Linked DNA regions of Mus musculus: all the other regions are linked to region 1. A link is a contact called in public HiChIP or PLAC-seq and promoter capture Hi-C data. All regions are on one chromosome and are shown on one strand. Each heading gives the region's core, a stretch centred on a gene start, on an enhancer-like site or on the middle of the called end of the contact. The rest is flanking DNA. Distances are from core to core; before and after follow the strand shown.

The links. Promoter capture Hi-C pulls out the DNA fragments that hold promoters and counts their contacts. HiChIP or PLAC-seq counts read pairs in DNA pulled down with a chosen protein or histone mark.
Region 2: a contact with region 1 is called in an H3K4me3 HiChIP or PLAC-seq map of embryonic forebrain, with 6 times the contacts expected there. The contact joins the enhancer-like site here to the promoter of Sh3d19 in region 1. A contact is called at or near these places in 3 of 39 promoter capture datasets (the C10 cell line, cranial neural crest and frontonasal cranial neural crest), 1 of 484 Hi-C or Micro-C datasets (cortical neurons), 4 of 115 datasets of contacts at active chromatin or transcription factors (SST interneurons, embryonic forebrain, extraembryonic endoderm stem cells and 1 more) and 2 of 9 other capture datasets (embryonic tail and embryonic trunk).
Region 3: a promoter capture Hi-C map of liver shows a contact between it and region 1, with 3 times the contacts expected there. The contact joins the promoter of Cd1d1 here to the promoter of Sh3d19 in region 1.
Region 4: a contact with region 1 is called in an HNF4G HiChIP or PLAC-seq map of pancreatic cancer cells. The contact joins the promoter of Mnd1 here to the promoter of Sh3d19 in region 1. A contact is called at or near these places in 1 of 39 promoter capture datasets (liver) and 1 of 115 datasets of contacts at active chromatin or transcription factors (pancreatic cancer cells).
Region 5: a contact with region 1 is called in a promoter capture Hi-C map of hippocampal neurons, with 4 times the contacts expected there. The contact joins the promoter of Tigd4 here to the promoter of Sh3d19 in region 1. A contact is called at or near these places in 10 of 39 promoter capture datasets (the 3T3-L1 cell line, embryonic stem cells, frontonasal cranial neural crest and 4 more) and 3 of 115 datasets of contacts at active chromatin or transcription factors (astrocytes, extraembryonic endoderm stem cells and pancreatic cancer cells).
Region 6: a contact with region 1 is called in a promoter capture Hi-C map of liver, with 5 times the contacts expected there. The contact joins the promoter of Fhdc1 here to the promoter of Sh3d19 in region 1. A contact is called at or near these places in 3 of 39 promoter capture datasets (the C10 cell line, hippocampal neurons and liver).

The regions. Positions count from the first base shown.
Region 1 is chr3:85,969,786-85,972,485 of GRCm38.p6, reverse strand. It overlaps Sh3d19 (SH3 domain protein D19), which reads right to left and starts at 1,368. Exons shown (of 22, transcript NM_001082414.3): 1 at 1,062-1,368.
Region 2 is chr3:84,936,842-84,939,541 of GRCm38.p6, reverse strand. All of the region lies in intron 4 of Fbxw7 (F-box and WD-40 domain protein 7), which reads right to left. Among named protein-coding and RNA genes, the nearest start is that of Gm40080, 60 kb to the right of the region's middle. Within about 2 kb of position 1,306, at least 64 of the 459 cell types and tissues checked have an H3K27ac peak or open chromatin away from gene starts, as enhancers often do. A contact at or near this core is called in SST interneurons, cortical neurons and embryonic forebrain, where this site is marked.
Region 3 is chr3:86,998,024-87,000,723 of GRCm38.p6, reverse strand. Cd1d1 (CD1d1 antigen) reads left to right here and starts at 1,395. Exons shown (of 6, transcript NM_007639.4): 1 at 1,395-1,532; 2 at 1,819-2,091; 3 at 2,374-2,652. The coding sequence starts at 1,472.
Region 4 is chr3:84,154,495-84,157,194 of GRCm38.p6, reverse strand. It overlaps Mnd1 (meiotic nuclear divisions 1), which reads left to right and starts at 1,409. Exons shown (of 8, transcript NM_029797.3): 1 at 1,409-1,533. The coding sequence starts at 1,531.
Region 5 is chr3:84,592,304-84,595,003 of GRCm38.p6, reverse strand. It overlaps Tigd4 (tigger transposable element derived 4), which reads right to left and starts at 1,430. Exons shown (of 1, transcript NM_207278.2): 1 at 1-1,430. The coding sequence starts at 1,226.
Region 6 is chr3:84,478,233-84,480,933 of GRCm38.p6, reverse strand. It overlaps Fhdc1 (FH2 domain containing 1), which reads left to right and starts at 1,443. Exons shown (of 12, transcript NM_001205355.1): 1 at 1,443-1,585.

The sequences.
Region 1 (2,700 bases), core at 119-2,618:
CAGGCAGGCATAAAGTTAATTTTAAGCTTCCGGAATGTCTTACTCGGAATACGCTTACCGACTTTTTTTTTTTTTTTTTTTTTTTGCTTTTATCCCATTTTCTGCCCTCCAATTCCACAGACCCAACTTTCTCCTGGTGGTCACACAGAGGAGCCTCTCCATGTTCCCTTTCTAAGAAGGCTCCAGTCTGGTGCCTGGATTTCCCATGACTCTTCCCAATCCCTTCACCTCTTTATGCATCTTCTAGGTTAATTCTTCCATCCAGTTTCAGATAACTGTGGTTAACCAGCTGGCCTAATAATTTCCTCTCCATTACGGTTACATTGAAAACCCACCCCAGGTAAAGGGAAGGAGGGTGGATCTACATTTAATTTTATACTTATGCACCAAGCTATTTGATTCGTGCTTCGTTGGTGTGTCCCAAAACAAGATCTTAAAGGTAACTAACTATAGGCCCCCAAATGACCTCCATCCAAAAGAATTCCCTTCTCCAATACTACATTGGGCACTCCCGGTTTACAACGGGGAGGGCAGTTGCAACAAATTAACTCTCCAGCAGAAAATCAGCGCTGTGGGGGAGGGAAGGAAGGGACTAGAGGTCCGAAGTTCACCGGCTGCTGAAACAAGACTTGATTCAGCATGGGCACGTGGTCTGACCAGGTTGGGGTGGCCCAGGCGAAACCGTAGGGATGGGTCGTGGTCCAGAGAGAGATAGACGTAGGGCATGGCCTCTGACTCACCTACAGATAAGTAATCACCCAGCCACAAGTACCAGCCGCCTTGGATTTAGTTTCCACGGAAATTTTGGAGTTTCGGCTCCAGGGCCACTAACAGGTAAAAGAGACCAATCTGAATTCTCTCAAAAAGGAGAAAAGGAGGCTAAGGATAGAAAGGCCACTGTCCCGCCCTCTCGCCATCAGGAGTTAAAGGTGTCAGTCCCCTCCAGGCAGCATCGAGAGCAGCTGCCGAGCTGGGCAGGGCATGAGTGGGCGCGGAGAACCCGGTCCTAGATGCTCCCAACCCCCCGTGCGCCCCTGGTCCCCGCGTCCCCCGCGTCTCACCTGCAGCCGAGTGGCCCGGGAGCGCGCGGCTCCGGGCGCGGCGCGGGCCCCCAAGCTCGCGGCGCTCTCGCAGCTCTTCCTCCTCGTCCTCCCGCCGCCGGCCCTCAGCCATGGGCGAGGCGCCGCCGCGCAGCCCAGGGACGGCGGGCGAGCTGCGGGCAGCGGATGGCCCTCGCCAGCGCGCTCGGCGGGGAAGGAGGGCTCCACCTGCAGCGCGGAGCTGGGGCGCGGGCTGGGCCGAGCTCCCCGCCTTCTGGGCACGCACCGGCGGCCTGCAGCTCCTCGGCAGCTCGCTTCCCGTCCGGTTCCCTTCCCCGCCCCACAGAGGTCCAGCCTGGGATCGGGCGGGCTCCCGACCGGCCTCGCCTCCTCGGGGAGGGGTTTCGGGCTGCTGAGGCCGCCCTCCAGCCGCACAAGCTGGAAACACCCCCACAACCCAAACAGACGTGCACAAAATAAATAAAGGGGTTGGGGAGTTGAGAGAGAGAGACAAGGAGGCTTGGCCTCTTCCTGCCCTTTCACAATATTCCAGAGTCAACAGGAAACCCATTCGCTTGACACTTAAACAAAAGGGGGAGGAACCGGTTCCTAGGCGAGTCTTGGAGAGATGCACAAACTGGGAGAGGCTGAACTTCACTTGGGGCACACCACCTAGAGTTGAGTCTAGACTCTAAGAGATCTCTGTCTCTCTGTCTCTGTCTCTCCTCTGTCTCTCTGTCTCTGTCTCTCTCTCTCTCTCACACACACACACACACACACACGTCTTAATTTGGCCTGAAACTCCTGATCATTCTGCCTCTTAAGTGGTGGAATTACAGTAGTATGCTACCATATCCGCCCCCCCCCCTTATATCACCCCTTAAAAAGTACCTCATTAGGGAATAGGTTTTTTGGTATTACTGTTTTCCTTTTTTGGTAGTCAAAGTACTCTGTGATACATGTCATAAATTAGTTCAAAGGCACAGAGTGTGCAACAGCAAGGATGAGCCCCATGTACGCTATGAACTTTGTGGGCGATAAAGATGCGCCTGGAGCAGGATTAAGTTTATTAGTTGTAACAAATGTGCCCCGATATGGAGGATGGTGGTGAGGAGGGAAGCTATGCATAAGGGGGTCAGGGAGAGCATTTGTACTTTCATTTCAGCTTTACCGAGAACACAATACTGGTCTAAACAGTACAGTCTAATTTCTTTTAAATACTAGGTAGGACTTGAGGTTGGGGGAGGGGGGTAGAACAGTTCCCCAGTTTGGGTGAAGCTTATCTCTGGCACTGTAAAAAATAAATACATAAACAAATGAATAAAGCCTCCCAGTATTCAGTTAATTGAGGGTTAGGAGAAGGCCACCATCCCTAGAAGTTCAGGGAGAAATGTGTTAAAGGAGTTCCATACCCAATGATTTGTAGAGAGGTGATTTGGCCAAGTGGTAGGAGAGCTGGCTCTGAAGTCAGAGGCTGTAATTTGAGGCACTTAACTGCGGGACCTACCCCCTGCACACTGCTCCAAAGCTGGAAAGAGCAATGTAACAAAAGTCATTGTACATACCTATCACACACAGCTAAAGTTCTGTAGGTGCACATACATAATTTCACACCGAGGGACAGATTCTGGAATGTCACAAAAAGATACTGAAACAGCAG
Region 2 (2,700 bases), core at 57-2,556, 1.0 Mb after region 1:
TGAATCCTGAAATTAGCTATGTATATTTTATATGTAATGTGTGTTTATATTATTTAATCTCCATTAACAAAATAAGAGTTCTATTTGTGGGCTGGTGAGGTGGCTCAGAGGTTAAGAGCACTGACTGCTCTCCTGGAGATCACGAGTTCAAATCCCAGCATCCACATGGTGGCTCACAGCCATCTGTAATGAGAAAAAAAAAAAAAAAAAAAAAAAACAACAACAACAACAAAAAATCAACCAAAAAAAAACCCAAAACCCATGGACCAGATTGAGCCGGAGCGGAGCAAGCAGGGCCCAGAGCGAGTGGATGCTGGATCAAGAGGGGTGGGGGGTGGGGGAATAAAAGAGTTCTATTTACATTAAAATTAAAGGGGATACTGTACATTTTACATACGACTGCACAGCTGTATTTTGCTTTAGCTGTTCTTTTTAATCATCTTGTAATATGATATATAAAAAACTACAGTTAATTAAAAGGGTCAAAAGGAGTGAGAAGCCACTGAAGAATTTTTTCTTGTTATTTTTCTTCAGTCGTGGTACACAGTCTTGGCTAGGCTGGTACTCACCAAGCAGCACAGAGTAGTAGCAAACTGTCTCAGCCTCCCAAGTCCTGATGCTACAGTTGTGTGCTCCCTCATCTGGCTAAAACTTTTTAAAAAGCAAGTGTTGGCAGTTATTTCAACTCAACCTCATATGTTTTTATGGGTATAAAAAATTAAGCACAAAATATTTTAACAAAAGACACACCCCTGTCCATACCATTTCTGTCTAACTTTACAATGATGTGTCACACACTTCAACTTAATCTTCAGAATGCTCAACACCAGACACAGTTTTCCAATTCTTCTGCCATTTGATCTTCTAATAGTTTAACATTATATAGCAAAACTGAGTGCTACTGTATTTTTTCAAAGCATATACTTTTGTATATAGCTTGAAATTTTTAATAACTTTAAAATTATGCCATCATAAAGTAATAAGAGAGACTAATTGATAAGATTAATGCTTCTTAGATCATGTCAGAGAAAGATAAAATATACTAAAATAAAGAAAAACTCATTAGATGTTTCTAGTTGTTGCTTGCCACTGGTTACATTTTTATTAATTAGGGCTCTGAAAAGGTCTGTTCTGCACAAAGCTGCACAACCTCGAAAGCTCTAAATTCATGACAATGACCTTGGACTTCCTCAGAATGATATTTAACGCGCACTGTCATTAGTAAAACCTGCTCAAACACATGCCCCATCTGCCAGCACCCCATCTGCAAAAGAGCTTCTTATTCTTGTAGCCAGTACAACTTCTGCCTGCTTCCTCCTCGTCTCCACACCAGCTGTATGGTAATGAGCGTGAGCAGCTGAGAAATACTGCATGGTAACAAAGCTAATATGAAAGCTTGCAGAACAACCCTTCCCCTCCGGGGAGCAGGCACAGCAGGAACATAGCTGATAAGCTATTAAACAGGGTGCAGACCTGAACAATGCTTCGCCCTGTGTGTGCAGGGCTTCATACCTATAAGCATGTTAAAGCATGGTTCCTATACGTCTAAAATGTAAAAGAATGAAGAAAGCAAGGTATAGCAAAGAACGGCCTAAATGTTTAAGTATATTTGCTAACAGATGAGAAAGCTGAGTTCTTCAAATGCTTTAGTGTCTCTCTCTACACAGTAATGAGGACCGCTTTGATCAGAACATTTTCAAAGATGTCATCAACTGTGTTCCACTTCTTAATTACCAAAGTTAAGGGGCTGAAAAAAGAGAAAGGGTTTCAGAATTTAAAATCATAAATGGAAGGGATTGACTAGAGACAGTGAAGCAAACGACAGAACACATGAACCAATAAACTCTTTTCAATTCTCATTTAGTACTTGTACAAATTCTACTTAATGGGATTCTAAGCCAACACACTTATTCTAAACATGTGGGAATCTGCAAACAAAATACAGAGATGTCACCTATCATTTTCTCATCGATATAGACATAATGGGGTTAATCTTTACACAGGGTAGTCACACTGAATGAATCTACATAATGTGAGTCGAACCAAGCCACATTAACTTTCTATAGGCAGGGATTATCAGTCATTCAGGAAACTAAAAAATAACTGACTATTCAAAATGGATGCTATGCATTTTCTCTCACAATTTAAAAAATATTCAAAACAATAATTCTAAAAATAGTAAGAATTATTACTATATCAGAAGTAAAAGTAAGATATACTGGTATTGAGAACTCATCTCGCTCTTTAGCCACATGGGCTTGAGGACGTGAGCTCTTGTTAGAGCCACACACACTTCCTATGGACTCTTTCGTTGCCACCACAGCAACCCTATGAGATAGTAGTAATCTCTCCATTTACTCAGCTGATTTACTAAGGCTCACTTAGTAAAGGAAAGAGTAAGAGCTCACGCCCAGGTTTGGACAGCACCACCATCCACATACTTAATCTCTCTGCTCTTCTGACATGAGCCAACAGTGAAGCCTGGGTTTGCTTTGTTCACTGTTGATTCTCAGTGTGTCAAGTAGTCCTCAGATCACAGGAAGAAAGCATCGAGAACAACAAATACATGGGAAACAACTGCTCAGTTCTCTCTCACTGAAGTCAGAAAAAAAAAAAACCTGCAAAAATCTATAACAAAGTTTGTAATAATCTCACTACTTAAATATTGAAAAATAGTATTTATCAATTGAAGAATCTTAA
Region 3 (2,700 bases), core at 146-2,645, 1.0 Mb before region 1:
CTAGCTTTCCAGTCTTTATTCACACTGTCTGGGAAGCTTGAGGAGGCTCTCTGAGAAAATTACATTGGAGTTTGAAGTCTGAGTGGACACTAGGCAGGCGCTTGGAGGTCAGAGGTCCCCAAGGGGTCTATTTGTGCAGAGATCTGAGGAAGAAGCTGTATCTAAGGGACGAAAGCATGTGAGACTTAGAGTAGGGTCCCAAACGATGCTCCAAGGCAAGCCAGAGCATGGGCAGAATGATCCTAGAGGCTATACCGATCAATGATGGGGTTTTTTCCTACCTCGTGGAAGGTATTTCATATAGTTGAAGCAGAAGGTTGCGGTTATGTTAAGGGTAGAGACATAGAGAAGAGGCCTACTTAGGAGACAAGGCAAAAAGACAGAGCAAAGCATACAACGGGGTGACTAAAAAGGAACGAGGAAGATGGTATCAGGATGCTTGCTGCAGGAGTACGATTTACCAAGGATGACTTCTCCTTTCTCACAGTAACTGAAATTTTGAGCAACTGTTTTTGTCACTACTTGTTTTAAGCGTGAGAAGTTGGGAATGGCCCTACAAACTCACAGGCGCGCCCTGTAATCTTACCTCTGTTCTCAAAAACAAGAGGTTCGGTATTTGCGAGTGAGTGGGAAAGACATCTGTCTGCAGGTGTATGGCCCGTGTTTTCGCTGTGCTGAAGCGCTTCGAGGGGGCACATCTCGTCACTTTTGGCTTTTCCTCACATCAGACTGACACAAGTCTTCGATTTTCGCAAATCATGACAGTACAATATACAGAACAAAATAAAAACTAAAAATAAAATATGCCTGTACTCTCCCAAAATGGAGTCGGGGACAGCCAGAGGGCAGGTAAGGCAAGGGAGAAAAGAAACCAGGGTAAGGGGAAAAAGAATCTGACATGGGAAACTGTGGGCATACGAAAGCTATGAAGGAACTTAACCCGCCTAGTCCTATCCTCTCAATGAACCACTAGAAGAATCACATCTATTATTATCATTATCATTATTTTAATGTGATATTTATAGATATCTGGGAGGATCCAAACTTGTAAATGGAGCACCTGCAGACAGCCCCTGCTAGCTAGACCAAAACGTCCCTTCTATTTTTCCCCTTGCATTTTTAATACCATCGGAGTTGTAACCGAAATACAATTTTGTCTTGCTTTCGATATTGAGACGATAGTCTCAACCTCATTCTTTAGTATAACGGAAAGACATTTTTGTTGTTGTTGTTTTGTTTTGTTTTGTTTTGTTTAAAAGTGGTTTGCGTAGCGGTTCTGAGTAAAGCTGCACTCCAACCCTCAACTACCAGGGGGTTTGGCTTTGTCAAAGAGTAATTTACCAATCGTGCCTGCGCGTCCTTCCGGGTTTTGCTGGCTCTGCACCAAAAACCCCAGAGCCTTTGTGTACCAGTCCGGGAGCAGAGTAAAGCGCAGAAGTCGGAGCCGAGGGCTGTGTAGAACTCTGGCGCTATGCGGTACCTACCATGGCTGTTGCTGTGGGCATTCCTACAGGTCTGGGGACAATCTGAAGGTGAGTGAGTAAAAGCGCACACAATCTAGAGAAGGGAGGAAGGGAGGGAGAAAGAGGCTGGCTACAAGCTCTGTGCAGTAGTGGGCGGGTGGAGGTGGGCTTCCCGGCTTGCAACAACAGTGGGAGGAGCAATGTATGGCTGCGGCTCAGGGCTTAGCTCAGTTCAGAACTACACTGAGCCTGCCTTTCCTTCCGCAAGCGCAGCTAAAGCTGAGCTTTTTCCTACTGCAGTCTGTCCTCAGACTGAGCCCACTCGCTAAGTTCTTTCCTTTTCCTTTGTTTCCAGCCCAGCAAAAGAATTACACCTTCCGCTGCCTGCAGATGTCTTCCTTTGCAAACAGAAGCTGGTCCCGCACAGACAGCGTGGTCTGGCTGGGGGATCTGCAGACTCACCGTTGGAGTAATGACTCAGCCACCATCAGCTTCACGAAGCCATGGTCCCAGGGCAAGTTGAGTAACCAGCAGTGGGAGAAGTTGCAGCATATGTTTCAAGTCTATCGAGTCAGCTTTACCAGGGACATACAGGAATTAGTCAAAATGATGTCACCTAAAGAAGACTGTGAGTGGAGGGGTTGGAACCCTGAACCCAGTGGGCAGGAGTGATCCAGACCCCAGCTGGATAACTGTGGGCATCGGGCATAGCTTCTCTTCTCTGTCCACCCTTATGGTTTTACTTCTGTCTAAAAGTAACCCTTGTCCCTTCTAAAAATAGCCCATTTCTGCTCTAGGGCACCATGATCATTTTCCTCAACTGGCACTTAACGATAATCTTCATACCAATTCCTTTCTTCCAAATCCCTTAATCATGAACTCTTTGGTCTCTGCCTACTCCTCCTTACAGATCCCATTGAGATCCAGCTGTCTGCGGGCTGTGAAATGTACCCTGGGAATGCTTCGGAAAGCTTTTTACACGTAGCATTTCAAGGAAAATATGTCGTGAGATTCTGGGGAACGTCCTGGCAGACAGTCCCAGGGGCCCCATCTTGGTTAGACTTGCCCATCAAAGTGCTCAACGCTGATCAAGGGACAAGTGCAACCGTGCAGATGCTCCTGAATGACACCTGCCCCCTATTTGTCCGTGGTCTCCTAGAGGCAGGGAAGTCAGACCTAGAGAAGCAAGGTCAGCTGGCTATTTTCACCCTGGCTCTCCACTTGGATCCATCTAGGT
Region 4 (2,700 bases), core at 160-2,659, 1.8 Mb after region 1:
GCTGGTCTGTTCACCGTACAACAGAAGCTCTAATTGGTTGACTTTTTGCTCAAGTATTTGACTGACTCTGTGCTTTGACCTCAGTCTTTAAAACACATAAATTATGTGCATAGATGAGCAACCAACCACACTTCACCATCACCTGGGAACTTTCAGTAAAGATTTCAGGTCTAATATAGGTTGACCAAAAAGAAAATGACTAAAATTGCTTGCATTTGTATAGTTGTTACTTGATTGGATAAACTTATTTTTATTGTAATAATAATAATAACATAGGAAGAGGAGGAGGGGGAAGGGAGAGAGAGAGAGAGAGAGAGAGAGAGAGAGAGAGAGAGAGAGAGAGAGAGAGAGAGACTTGCTGTCAGGAAGCCCTGTCCTGAAAACCTAGGATTGAAAAAAAAACTTAAAAAAGTAACTGTGATAAAGAGCAAATTAAGAACTCTAGAAAAGCGTTAATAAAGTGGATGTGATGAAAACTCTGTGTCACATAATTGACAGGAACATCTCTGCTATATGCCTGTTGTCAGGGTATGAGCATGGCAAGCAGGTTTGGATACATACTCACCCCCATCCCCGACTATTGCTCTCCTTTGTAAATGCTTTGGATGATTTTTGCTAATCACGTTTATCCTATCTTATAAAATAAAGGTTTTAGTGAAACTTTGAGAGACAGATTCACTAGTAGTTGCAAGAAATAATTTAGAAAGCTCCCACATACTCTTTATTAAGGTCTGACAGTCAGCAGCACTAGAATATTTACGTTTCATTTGTAATGCAGAACACCTGCACTACTCTGTACACTCTCACCGCTCTGTATCAGAGGACTTTTTAAGGCTAGAGGTTGGTGCTCGCCTTTAATCCCAGCATTTAGGGAGCAGCAGCAAGCAAATCACTGAGTTCGAGGCCAGCTTGGTTTACAGAGAGAGCTCCAGGGCAGCCAAGGCTACACGGAGAAACCTTGTCCCAAAAAAGCCAAATAATAAAATTAAATAAGACAAAAATAAAATAAAATAGAAAAAGAATTTCTTTTCTAAATGTACTCGTTTCTTGCAGCCAAAGCCCCATATTTTTTTTTTTAAGCTAAAAGAACACACTTAAAAGCGAAGACTCAAAAGTTGCCTTTTAAAAAGAAAACTAAAAGCTACATTGAACACTTAAGTAGTAAGCAACTCTGCAACCCCAGAGGCACGGGAAGGGAACAGAAGCCTTCCCTGCTCCAGCTCCCACGCCAGGCCCCAACTTTTCCTTTCTGCCTACAGGCTGCCCAACCCAGACTGGTCCATCTGGTCTCAGTCCGGCCCTGCCCATCTCAGGCTCCTCCCCTACTGGACCTGCCCATTATTTCAGGCCGCGCCCCTCACCGCCCTGCCCATCTTCTCAAGCCCCGCCCAGGCTCGGCTCCTCCCTCGGGTCCCGCAGTCCTACCAGGGCCGCCAGGGGTCGTTGCATCTCCCCTGCACTTCCTCCGGTCCTTCCCACCCCACGCGGTTGTTGGCGCCAGACTCAAACAGGGAGGCCGCCTCGCGCAGCATGGTAAGAGCGAGGCTCCGACGCGCGCACCTCTGGGCTTCGGGGCCGCGGCAGCAGGGGTTGTGCCTGGCCAGGCCTTGTGAGGTTGGCCCCGCGCCCACTGCTGCGCCCGAGCCCTGATGGCGGCCTGCGCCGCCCTGGTTCCGAACCGGAGCGTTCTAGAACCGAATCCAGAAGCCCCGCAAGTTGGACCGATCCGCGGCTCCCGACCGAGAACCCCAGGGCGCACGCGCTGCGGAGTTGGCCACTGAAGTGTTCAGTGCCCTTCGGTTCTCCTGGAATTAGAACCCGGGGCCTTTTACTTGCTTGGCACGGCGCTCCCCTTTTTCAGCTGCACCCCACCACTGTACTTAGTATGCTAACAGGAGCCGCCCAGATCACTCCGCCTTTAGATCATGGCAGTGACACCCCCACCCCACCCCGCACCCCCGCCTTTAAGGGCAGGGTAGGACGCCCCACCCCCCACCCCAGCCTCCCCCACCCCCCACCCCACCCTGCTCTCTGCGGGCCAATCCTGGTTTACTACCAATCGCCGTTGTCTATTCGGACTTAATGACTCTCTGCCCTTTGGATCGTTTTTTTTTTTCAACTACCTTCAAAGTTTTGTGTCATTCTTTCCACTTTTGGCGACAGAGTATCAACGAGTCGCTAGAGTGACCCCAGATTTTAATATCTTAATTTAGTTAATTTTGGTCGTCACACAGGGTGGACAAGGATCAGGTCGTTGGGCATTTATTTGAAAAAAAAAAAATTGCCCAGCTGTAATTATAACTGATAACGGCTTCTTTGTGGTTAAACTAACAGACGGGCCACCTGGGCATGCAATGGCCCAAGGAGCCCAGGACCAGATTCAAAACAACAGTGTTACCAGTGTTTGGTGTTATCATGTTTCTCTTTGTAGAATTTAAGTACCCGACTAAAAGGAACTAGGAATTATTGATGTGCCGGCCTCACCCTCTTATTTAACCCTCTTTATAGGGCAGTTGCCTACTGCCAAAGGGATTTAATGGCTCTTAACTCTTCACGCAGGTATTGCTATTAGTTTTATATATGAGCAGGAAAAAGTTCACTGTTAGTCTGGTCAAAGTTAAACTTTTGACCTCTTTCCGAATGTGAATTACTATTTCGATTTGGCTTGCTTTGGCAGGTAAACAATTACAAACGTAGGCC
Region 5 (2,700 bases), core at 181-2,680, 1.4 Mb after region 1:
ACTCCTGCCCCCACTGCATGGGCAGTCAGGTCAAGAGCAACAGCAGCATCTGCATTGGCTGTGTCATTTTCTCCCTTTGGAGACCTGAATCCTGCTTCTTCATAGCTTTTAACAATAGTCTCTGGAGTTACAGCTCTCCAGCAGAGATGCAATGTATCAACTGCATCTAGAAGAGAAAATGTAAACTCTTTGCTACTTTCGACTGAACTTAAAAATTTCTTGATAAGACAATGCCGATATTTGATTTTAAGGCTTTTAATAACACCTTGATTCATAGCTGCAAACCCGGAAGACAAGCATGACGGGAAGAATGCCAACTCAATGGACTTTAGGTTTTTCACTTCCGGATGTGCGGGGCAAGAGTCAACAAAAATCACCACTCTTCGTTTCTGGGCTTGGAATTTCTCATCCAGCTTCTGCATCCACTGCTCGAATATGGCTGCGGTCATCCACGCCGTTCTGTTAGCTTCATAGTACACAGGCAATGATTTTATGCCCTTGAAACAACGCGGGGCTCGGTTTTTCCCGATGATCAGCAAAGGGAGCTTCTCAGAGCCATCCATATTTGTTCCGAGTGCCAGCGTTATCCTGTCTTTGCACAACTTTCCAACTGAGCATGTTTCCCCTTTGAATGCAAAAGTATTTGTAGGTAACATTCGATAAAGCAACCCAGTCTCTTTTACATTGAAAACATTTTTAGGATGATAATCATTTAAGTAATAAGGTAGCACATTTTGGTACCACACAGTGGAAGGGTCTATAGATATACCCGTGGCTTCTACGGGTTGTGCTCTGAATACTAAGCCATACCTGGACTTAAAACGATCCAGCCAACCATTGCTGCACTTAAAATCATTGTGTCCCAGCTTCTGGGCAAAATCATTAGCTTTTAGACGCAACATCGGGCCATTAACTGGAACGTTTAGACACTGAGCAATCCGATACCACCTCATCAATGCTTCTTCTAGATCCGTATAAAACGCTGTTCTCAGTCTTTTTCTCTTCGGATCAAATCTCAAAGACTCAAAGGCTTCTAGAACTTTGTCTTTGTTTTTCATAATGGAAGACAATGAATTTTTCTTTATGCCATATTCAGCTGCAATCTCTGCCTTTTTCTTGCCACTTTCCACTGCATTTATGATGTCAATCTTCTCCTCGATGGACAGGCTCTTCTTTTTCTTCACGGTTACGGGCTGAGTCCCGATATCCACAGAGGCTTCTGCCATCTCAGATGCGGCTTGTGCAGACCTTGGCTCTGAGCTCCTGGTGTAAGTTTCCGTAATCAAATTTGGTTTTCAGTAGGATACAGAGCAGGGCTTTCTACCTATCATTTCCTGTATTAAAGTTGGTAAGTACCAACAGTCTCATTCTCTAGGAAAACAACCACTAGATACATCTTTTCCAAAAGTCTGAAGAAAAATTCTATATGCGGTTAGAAGAGGCACCACCTTCTTAGGATCTTGTGTGGCTCAATTTATAGTTCTTCAGAGTTCCAGAAGTCAGGCTAAAATAGGAATGTCATTATGTCAAACCTGCCCAGTCCTGCTGGGGTATTTTTGGAGCTGCAATCCTTTAAGACGATTCATTTTATCCATGCATGTCTTGTACTAAATTCTCCACAGCAGGTTCAGAGATAAGAAACATTAAAAAATGTTCATGGAAAGATATCCCAGCTTAAGTTCTAGTTTCTTCAAGGGTACAGAATGAAAAAAAAAATGGCACACTCCTTCTACTTCTTGAAAATGCCAGGGGAAAAGGCAGAAGTTTAGCAATGTGGAAACTGGATACTGCCATGCTCAGAGCGACAATGAAAAGGAAGGGAAGAAGTTTCTGGAAATGTAGTAACCAAAGCTTCCAGACGGATGCTTGCTTCCCGAATGGCCTCGCCATTAAAAGCTCTGCTCTGTGGCTTGCATCCCCCGCTTGTGCTTTGCAATACATACTTCTAAAGTACATTGGACAAATTTAATCTGCTTTGAAAATTGTTTGTGCATGCCAAAACTAAAGAACTAAAAATGATCCTGGATAGATTCTTGGTGGCTATTTTCTACATGAGGTCACAGACTGTACCCTCTGGCTCTACAAGAAAAAAAATAACTACAGACTGCAGTCATGAGCTCAATTTTTAATAGCACATGGGAGACGGTCTTCTTCATAGGAGTCTGCTAGAAATACTTCATTGAAATACTCAATTCAGGTGATGACTATATTCCATTAAAACGTCTAAACCCTATGCTCCCTCAAAGCTAAATAAAATCCAATAATTTTTACATCAGTTTAGTATAGTCTATGAATATAAACAGGTCAGTGTTGAGAACATGCTTCATAATAAACACGTTGTTAAGGAATATAATGTAGAAAATTATCTAGACTAAAATAAGAGAGTAGAGTGATCATGTTTCTTACCCTTTCAGGCCCTCTATGTTGGTTTGTCTATGTGTGGAAAAGTGACTTGCCATAGTATGGATCTTGAGAAGTGACCACTGTTAGAACTTAAGTGGTCCTGGGTCTTAACCATTAAAGCCTCGGCCGCTTTACCTGTAAAAGGGGAGAAACCACAGGACTGACTTCATACTGCTGCTGTGTACTTAGTAAGGCTCAGTGAATTTCCTAAGAGGCACTCAGAATAGCTTCTCTCTCTCTCTCTCTCTCTCTCTCTCTCTCTCTCTCTCTCTCTCTCTCTCTCTCCCTCCCTCCCTC
Region 6 (2,701 bases), core at 194-2,693, 1.5 Mb after region 1:
GCGGAGGTGTGTGAATGTGTGTGTGTGATATAAAGGTGCATGCGTGCCTACGAATGTGCGTGGGGTGTTCTTGCGTGTGCGCGGGATAGGGTGTCCAGGAGACTGCCGCAGAGGTTCCTTTTGTGGAAGGCGGTGACCTGCTCAGTAGCGACCGTGGCGCCTCCCACTTCGCTCCATTAGGACACCAAGGCTCATCTTTTCCCTGCAGCAATTTCCATCGTCCTCTGTGGTTGCCCGCCCAGCCCCGAGCTGGTCTTCAGGTGCCAGGAGCAGCGTGCTGGGCGGCGGCTTTCGAGTCTCGGGAGCCCGGAGCTGGCGAGGGCGAGCTCAGTGGCGGTGCTGTTCGGGTTGAAGGGGGAGCGAGGGAAGCAGCAGAGCAGGAAAGGGCGTGCTGTCCTTTGCGGCCGGCTGGAGGAGCAGCCGGGTAGGCAGCATTGTTACCTGCAGCGGCCCCGCCCCTCCGCACCGCCCTGCCCCCTCACCGTCCCCGGCCTGCAGTCCTGCGGAGAGACGGCGGCGCCGGGACAGCGGGCGGAGGCTGCGCGGGCGCCGGGAGCGGGGGCGCGGTGAGTGCGGGACGACGGGAGCTAGGGCCCGGGCTGCCAGGCTGGGTTCGGGATGCTGGGCTGAGCAGCGGCGCGGGGAGGATGCGGTGAAGCGCGAGCTCTGTTCCGGATTCCGGGGACCTGATCCTGGAGCGCAGGCCCTGTGCCCCGAGGCGCATATGCGCCCGACTGGCTCGGCATCGGACCCTGAGCTCGGTGTAGCGCTGTCCGCGGGTGGGACCTCGGAGGTTTGATTAGCTTTCGTGGCACTTATGCGGGTCGCGCAGGTCACAGAAGTCCCTTTTAGCGAGGACTCGCTCCTGCTATAGTGATGTGGGGGTAGACTTCCAATGACTGCACACCTCCCTGGAAGTTCACCTCCGAAGTGGCGTCGGCGCTTGTGGAGTGGCGGGTTGGCAGTCACCCATGGTCCCCGAGCGTGACGGTTCCCCAGCCCCAGAGACTCCTTTTTGCGTTTCTGTCGCGGGTTCATTCCCCCTCTCTCGGTGCAAAACCGCAGTGCGGCCGAGAGCCCTTCTCCCAGGAGCCCACGCTGGGGACTACACGGTATCGCCGCAGCGGTGGTCCAAGCGGCTGGCGGCCACTGTTCCGTGAACCACGAGCTCCATAGAGAGCTGGGACCCCGGTTTGGGCGGGGAAGCTTGGACAGGACGAGCCACCCCCGGTCGGATAGGCACAGAAGAAGCCCCAGGGGTTTCGCGGCTGGCCTCCATGGCCTCTGAGATGGTCCGAGACTGGAGAGTGCGGGGCACTCATGGAAGCTGAGAGTCCATCCTTTCCCGGGAGGGTTGTCCCTACTGTCCCTGCTAGGGATCCTGCGTGGCGCGTGTGGGCGTCTCTTCGCCGCGGACGCGCGCCTTCCCGGCCCAGATAAGGCGGCCTCTGAGCTAGTGCGGGGACCGCCCATTCGAAGCTCGTCTGCTGTCCCGGGATCCTGGGCTGCGCAGCTGCGGGACGCTGGTAGCCTCGGGGGGCTTGGGCTAAGCGCCTCGGGAGCCGGCGGAGCCAAGGGCCTTTTGGTGAGTGGATTCGCCAAAGCGAGGGGCTAGAGACCGAAAGAGGTAGTGGGCAAGACTTGGGACTTCGTCCATCCTGACTGGAAAGAAATCTTTCTGGGTGCTCCCTCCCTCCCCTGTTCCGGGCGAGTTTCATAAAGACCTGGAGCTAGTGTTTAAAGAAATTCTACTTTGAGTTGGACACCCTGCGAGCACCCTCTTTAGTCCCCGTTGTCTTCCTGGAGCTTCTGTCTCTCCGAGAGCATCCTTCGGCTCTCCTGGGCCTATTCTTCCTGGTTTGGGAACTAGGGGAGAAGAGACTGGAAATGTGCTATCAGAAACAGGCAGCTGTGAATGTTTGTTTATGTGACGTGACAGATTAAACCTGCCGTCGTGGGTACTCTAGGCCGGCTGAAGGGCCAGGTAAGACTGCTGCTCGCAAACTGACTGTATTTCTTGATCAAGAAAGGGTTTGAAAAGACAGGTCGAGGTGGAGAGATGTTCCTTAAGGAGTGAGTAGAGAGAAGAGAATAGTATTAACGAAAGGCGGGAACTTCCCCCAGCCCTCTCTCTCTTTTCCCAACTAAGAATACTGTGTATGTAGCTTAGCCTCTTCCTCAGTTCCTCAGGTGGACGGGCTGCACTCCCAGCTCAGGCTCATCTGTGACACATGTCAAGAGGCAAGAGGAAAGCCATCTGGCTCTGTGTCACTTTTTATTACTGTTGAACAGAGCGTGCAGACCCTCCTTTGAGAAAGCTCTGGTTAGAGCTAGGGGCCACACAGCTCTTCCAGGAACCCTTAGGAATGGTCTTATTCTAACCCTGTGTGCTGGCTGATCATACGCTGAAGGTTAAGTTCTTGATCATAGCATCCCTCACTGAAATTGGAGTTAAAAGATGCTGAGCTGAGCAGCAGAGCAGCATCCCCAGCGGGAGGGACAGTAACCCCACCTCTGATGACCGGTGGTGGTTATCACTCAGCAGACTTGAAGATGGGTTCTGTCATCAGAAAGCCTATTGGTGACAGCTCTGCATTTAACGGCCTCCTCGCTGTAGGGGAGACGTTAAATACAAGCCTGCCTGTGTTTGTCTTAGGGAGATTGATGGGATAGTTGAAGGTTCCCAGACAGAATCGGGGCT